2 separate regions of the Triticum aestivum genome follow, and region 2 is linked to region 1. A link is a contact called in public Hi-C data. All regions are on one chromosome and are shown on one strand. The core of a region is the stretch at or near the end of the contact, and the rest is flanking DNA. Distances in the headings are between cores, read along the strand shown. Region 1 overlaps LOC123122106. Region 2 holds the start of LOC123122108.

Evidence for each region. Hi-C and Micro-C count contacts between places; a contact is called where the count stands out from the background.
Region 2: a Hi-C map of leaf shows a contact between it and region 1, with 6 times the contacts expected there. The contact joins the promoter of LOC123122108 here to the enhancer-like site in region 1. A contact is called at or near these places in 1 of 5 Hi-C or Micro-C datasets (leaf) and 1 of 1 datasets of contacts at active chromatin or transcription factors (leaf).

Annotation. Positions count from the first base shown.
Region 1 is chr5D:399,225,254-399,228,298 of IWGSC CS RefSeq v2.1, reverse strand. LOC123122106 reads left to right here. Exons shown (of 15, transcript XM_044542244.1): 13 at 55-187; 14 at 271-411; 15 at 574-803. The coding sequence ends at 187. Among protein-coding and RNA genes, the nearest start is that of LOC123122106, 8.2 kb to the left of the region's middle. Within about 2 kb of position 1,503, at least 4 of the 8 cell types and tissues checked have an H3K27ac peak or open chromatin away from gene starts, as enhancers often do. A contact at or near this core is called in leaf, where this site is marked.
Region 2 is chr5D:399,464,588-399,467,632 of IWGSC CS RefSeq v2.1, reverse strand. LOC123122108 reads right to left here and starts at 1,552. Exons shown (of 10, transcript XM_044542246.1): 1 at 1,204-1,552; 2 at 35-107. The coding sequence starts at 1,326. LOC123122107 (pyruvate dehydrogenase E1 component subunit beta-2, mitochondrial) reads right to left here. Exons shown (of 14, transcript XM_044542245.1): 14 at 2,650-3,010. The coding sequence ends at 2,942.

The DNA.
Region 1 (3,045 bases), core at 254-2,753:
CCAGCCTGCCAAGCTTGCATCTGTAAATTTAGTTTCCATTTTTTTCAATTGCAGTGTCATGCCGATAAATAATGCCGTGCAATCAGGCGGGCCCTCGGGTGAAAACCTACAGGTGGCCATTTCGGCTCGACTGGATCCAACTTCTGTTGAGAATGGCAGCACACCAAATACTCAAGTTGTCGATTAGGTACAAACTCTATATATTTTTTGTATGTTATTGCTATATGGCACTGACATATTCGTTTATGGTGAATGCTTTTGTGACTGCAGATGACAATCATTGAACAGTTTGGTTTCTTCTCTTGTATAAAGAGGGGTTTTCCTATGCGGAACAGTTTGTGACTGCAGATGACGATCATTGACCGCTCCAACTTTCTGAAGCTAGAGAAGCAAGAGGACAGAGGGGCAAAGGTAGTAAACACATCAAGCATGATTTTACAGTCTTAAGAGAGGATAAACGTTCTCATCTGGTCATTTTGCTTGTGTCTAGGGAGGGTTTGGGCACCCAGTCAGCTGAAGGCGCATCAACCTGGCTGGCTTGCCTCTGATACACTAGTTTGTGTTCATTTTCAGGTTCTGATTGAGCATCTCAACAGCTCCATAGCATAGCAGGCCCCTTAGTAGAAGGTTTCTGTCAAGTAATTCAAGTGTGGAGTTCATTGTTTTGTACTTTTAAGCTGCCACATCTCATTGGTTGAATTTAAACAAAGGCTGTTGATTTGTAAAATTGTACAAAACCTGTTCAGATCATTATAATGAGCTACCATGTTGGAACCTTATATCTAAAATTTGAACCAAGACCACGACACTTGTTTTGAAACATAGGGAGTAGTTGTAGCCCTATAAAAGCACCAAGGGCGGAGATCCGAGGGCTTGTTTGCTTTCCTTACCAATTTTTGACAGCCTGGCACCTGTTTGGATCACTGCCAATTTATCCAGTCCTCGCCTAATATTTGGTCACTTGGTTTGTTTTCTACACCCATGATTGTCAAAAATCTGACCTGAGTTCATGAACTAATAGCTGACAACCATTGCAGTTCAGTGAAAGAACATATCAATATTTAAAAGGAACTGATGAGCTTCCCATATACAAATATAAAATCTCAAGAATTGAACAAATGACCATACACCCTATACCAAAACCACTATATCTCGGGAAGTTTACGCTCCCAGGTTTCACCACTTGGTGGATAGCAACGTGAGAATAAGTAGGGCATGGACACGTGTATTTTTGGGGGCTCCCAGGGTGTACATTTCTCTAGTGACTGTAGGCATTCGGTGAAAATTTTCTTAACTTGTTATCTGCCTTCGCGTGTGAACCTAGCAATTTGGATTCTAATTTGAGGACATTCTTTTTGTTCCGCATGTGGGCTGGCCTTGTGTTTGTTTGGGTTGTGCAGTTTTGTCCCCTAGCTATTTGGAAGGATTTGTGCTACGGCCGCTACATGTGGGCTGCATGGCTCCGTACTTGATTTGCCTACATAGATTTGTCCCGTTGTACGATGGCTGATTTCTTGCCGTTCTGTAGCCGCGTGGTCTTGGATGCCATGTGCTGGTTCGCGTGGGTTGTGTGGATCCTTCTCGAATTGACACTCCATGCACGCGTGTTGGATGGGCCCTCCTGATTTACATGCATGGGATTGACACGATGTGACTGCTACTCCCTCCGTTTCGAAATATTTGTCTTTCTAGGCATTTCAAATGAACTATAACATACAAATGTATGTAGACATATTTTAGAGTGTAGATTCATTCATTTTGCTCTGTATGTAGTCATTTGTTGAAATCTCTAGAAAGACAAATATTTAGGAACATGTTTGCATGCAGTTCATCCCTGAGCTTTCTCGATTTTTTCTTGAGTGATTGCCTACATATAAATACGTTGAGCCTCCATGTCCCTCGCTGCACCCCCATAACCACGTCCTCGACATCCCTACACCTAGCCGCCCCGGCCATCTTCATGCCACCGTTCTCATTTGCATGGCAGCGACGCGAGCGATGCCTGTAGGAGCTACTTCGCCCTCGACCCCCTGCCAGTCTGGGACTGACTGAGTCTGTCTATAGCTGCCGCCCGGAGATGGAGGGCGCCACCGGCTTCATGCCGCTCTCGCCGACGAGTTGCCTGGACTGCAAGAAGCACTGGGAGGTCCCGTGTGGATGTCGAGGCTGAGCCATCCATGTTCTTGGGCTCGAGCTTGCCTAACATGCCGGCGCCTAGAGCCCATCCAACCCGGCTATGAGTCGCGCGCGTGCGGCCTCATGCACGCCAAGCCGCAGAGGCCCTCCAGTTCCCTATCGCTCCATGAAAGAAAAGCTGCCGTTGTTGGTCACTCGGGAGTCGGGAGGGTGCCGGCTGCTACGTTGTCGCCGCTCACAGCGCCGGGTCGTTCAATCCACTGACGTCCGAGAGGCACCCTCAAGTGCCTTTCGTCAAAGTCGAAGAATATGACATCCCTGGCCAGCGTCGCCGCGTTGGGTCCCCTGTCAGTGTCTCGCAGGTGGTGTTCGCTGCTCGGGCTGTGAGACTACGTGGTGCAACTCGCTCCAGCGGCACCACGACTGCTATAGGATGAGCCCTGCCGTGCAGGGACCGCAGCTCCTCCCGCGGTTGCTCGACGACCTGCCACTGCCAGGCACTAGCTATAATCGCTTTTCTTCTATCTCGTGCTCGCCACCCACAGGCCACAGCAGGCGCCTCCGCCATCTGCCGTGCTCTTCTATCTGCCCGTGCTCTTCTGTCAAGCCTCTTGCCCGCCATTGACACTGCGCCCTGCCGTGATCCGGGAACTGATGGCGTCGGCGCGCCTCTTGCTGATCTACCTTGCCAGTTCGGTACCGTACCGCATAGCTCCCTGGCGCCTTCTCATGTCGTGGTCATCCTGGCCACGTTCCTCTGCGTTGTCGGCCTCCCCATCGTAACCGGATCTGCGCGCTCTTGGTGTTGCGTCGGCGGCACCAACAACGTCTCCTTCCGTTCTGACACGGCGGCGGAGAACAGGGGCTCAAGAAGAGGGCGCTCGTGGTGATGTCGAAGCTGACATACGA
Region 2 (3,045 bases), core at 303-2,802, 240 kb before region 1:
AAAGACTGAGGGAAAAGGTAGACAAGAAAAATACCATATGAACTGTTTGCTATTGCTGCTGCAACAGCAAGCAAGTTATCATAGCAGTTCCTCATATCTGCCATATCCTGTTAAAAGTAAAGTAGCAGTGTGAAACAAAGTTGGAAATATGTTGCTACAGAAGCTGCTCTTAACACGACGACAAGTTCAGAGTTTTAGCAGAAGCAACTTGTTTGGAATGTAAACTAGGTTTTACTGCTGGTAAATTTGGCCAAATACAATCCACTGTTTTCATTATTCAGAATAGTCGGCAGTTTCATTTTGAAAAGAACGACACTTGGGAATGGGGAAGTCTCTTCTCATAGCCAACAGGATTTTTGACAACCAAATGATATAAAACGACAACCCTAGTTTAATCATGGGCCTTAATCATGAGGGCCTGTTAGCCACCAGACTAGAGCAGCTAAGTTCTCAGATGCTAGTTTTTTTTTCTAACTCAAGGGTAATACTGCACATATAGTCACTCAATTGAATTCACATATGCTTGAACAAAGTAAGCAAAGGTTTGCTTATCAACCAAACAAGAGGCGCCAAAACCCAACCGCACATCACCCCTCCGTATGAAGCACTAAAATTCAGTTGGAACAAGCCCAAATTACCACACCGACAGCGGACCAAAGGAAAATCTCAATACGCTACAATTAAACGTTGTTGACGACAAAGCAAATGAGAGCATGCGATGATCTAGAACTCACAACAGATTCCGACCCAGTAACCAACCAATTCACGCATTCCACACTAGGACTGGACTAGAAAACAACACCGGACTCGTCAGTCAGTATCGTTCGACCAACGCTTCGACAGTCTCCCAGAACCGTTCCCACTGAACTGTAGCGCAGATCCGAACGGTGGCATCCCATGGCAGTTCACCAGGAAGCGAAAATCCCGAGGCAATTCACATGGCACTAGAGGGGCAGTCCATGGCGCCACACCACGCCTACTACCCCGACAGACGCACCGCGAAGCAACCGCCCGGACACCCGAACGCGCTAAACAGCTTCAGGAGCCCGCGGACGCGCCCTGCAACGCAGAACCAGGCGCGCAGCCGCTCCTGCCGTCGCGAGATCTTCCCCCGCACCGTCCGCCCCCACGCGCCGCTCGCACGCACGCACACTCCACGCAGAAGCGAAACGAAAGGGGACGGGCAGCGGAAGGCGCACGCACCTGGGCGGCGGCGAGGAGCTCGTCCGCGGCCTTGGCGGCGGTGGAGTGGTCGCGGTGGCGGTCCACCCGCTGCTCGTGGCGCTGCAGCGCGAACCCGCGCAGCTTCCGCAGCGACGACTTCATCCCGCGCCCGCCGGATCAGCCGCCGCCGAGCCCCGAAGCAGCAGCAGCAGCAGATCCCGGCAGGCAGCACCACGGCGACGGATTCGCGGAGCGGAACCCTAGCTGTAGCGCCCCCACACACCCACAGCACTAGGAGAGCGTCTGCCACTGAGAGGGGGGAGGGGAGGGGAGGCGGAGAGTGGAGAGGAATGGGGAATTGTTTTTCCGCCGAGCCGAGGCCGAGGCCGAGGCGCGAGCGGTTCCTTTATTATTAGTATTTTTATTTTTTTACCACGACTAGTGGTACTACGATACTGGTCCTCCGTATTCTTCTCCGCGAACTGAACTGTTTCAAGGGGCCCTTAATGGCGGTACTGTTAGGGTACCTTTTTTTTCTACTCTATATCTTTCTTTCTTTGTGGGTTGCTTTGAAGCTTTCGATTTCGTGCTGGGCGCCTCAGGTCCGGTCTTTGTTTGGTCAAAGGGAGCCATCAATCAGCAGCTATACTTGCGTGTCTTTATCTTATTTTTAGCCCTGGGTTTATCCCTGGGTCTGGGTGCTGCCGCTTTCCTCTGCCTGTCCAATTGGACCGACTGGACTAGTACTGCTTGCTTGCTTTGTTTACCTGTTGCTTGCTTGCTGCCTGCAGTGTCGTACGAGTACTATAGCTCGGTCCTCGCTCCGGTCAAACATGGCGTTTTCCGAAAGCAAGATTGCAACAAGGCAGGCTGAGAGACACTGCTATGCTATGCAGATGCAGGCGGGATCTGCGTGAGCTGCCTCTGTGCGTCTCGTGTGAGTGAGCGTCACGCCGCTCGAGTGACCGGCCTTTTGGTCCAAGCCAGAGAGAGAGAGAGAGATTCCGGGGACGCAATGGCCCCTTTTAGCATATGTATCTTTCAAGGATTGCTGTTCAAAGATATTTTATCAACAAGAATAGACCGGTTTAGTATTAGTATTAAAGTGATGCTCACGGGCGCCGGATCGGTGCTCAATTATGACGCTACGCTACATTTGACCGGATCTGTTAGTTAGCAACCAAAGCTTGTCGTGGCTGTTGCACCGGCTATGTAGTTGAGTGTACCTCGTAATTGTGGTCATGACCGATTATTATTAGTAGCTGAAACGACGAGCGACGGATAGTCTCCCTTTTATGACGACGACTGAATCTAACGGAATCACATGTTCCCGTGCGTGTGCACCCAGGTTCCAGGGTGAAGATGTTCAAATCCACGAGCAATGACTTGTGGAAAAATGGTTTTTCAAAGATACACGAGGCGATAAGCTTTGACGAGAGAAAGAACTTTTTTTTTTTGAGAATACGAAAGAAAGAATATGGCACATGCATGAGAACACCTCAATTTTCCATTTATGTAACCACCGTGATTAGGCCGTAGTAATAATCAATCAACGAAAGCTGCATGCGTAATAATTCACAAGACAGTGGAGGGAGGCACCAGCGAGTGCGGTGAGATCCGACTGCAGCTAAAAGAATAACATGGCAAAGGCACACCTACAAAAATTTAACTCGCTTTGAGTTTGGGCAATTGTGGATACCATTATGGAACACACACGTTTCTTTCTGGCCGGGCAGGCGATGGGAAAAAGCATGGGCAGAGTAAAGTGAAATTTCGATCACGCAGTTGCCGTCATGGGCAACGCTCTGTAGCAGGCTCGCCTGGCCGCTCGGACGATATCCTCGATCTGCAAGGTCAAGAACGAGAGTAAGTTTGGTCACA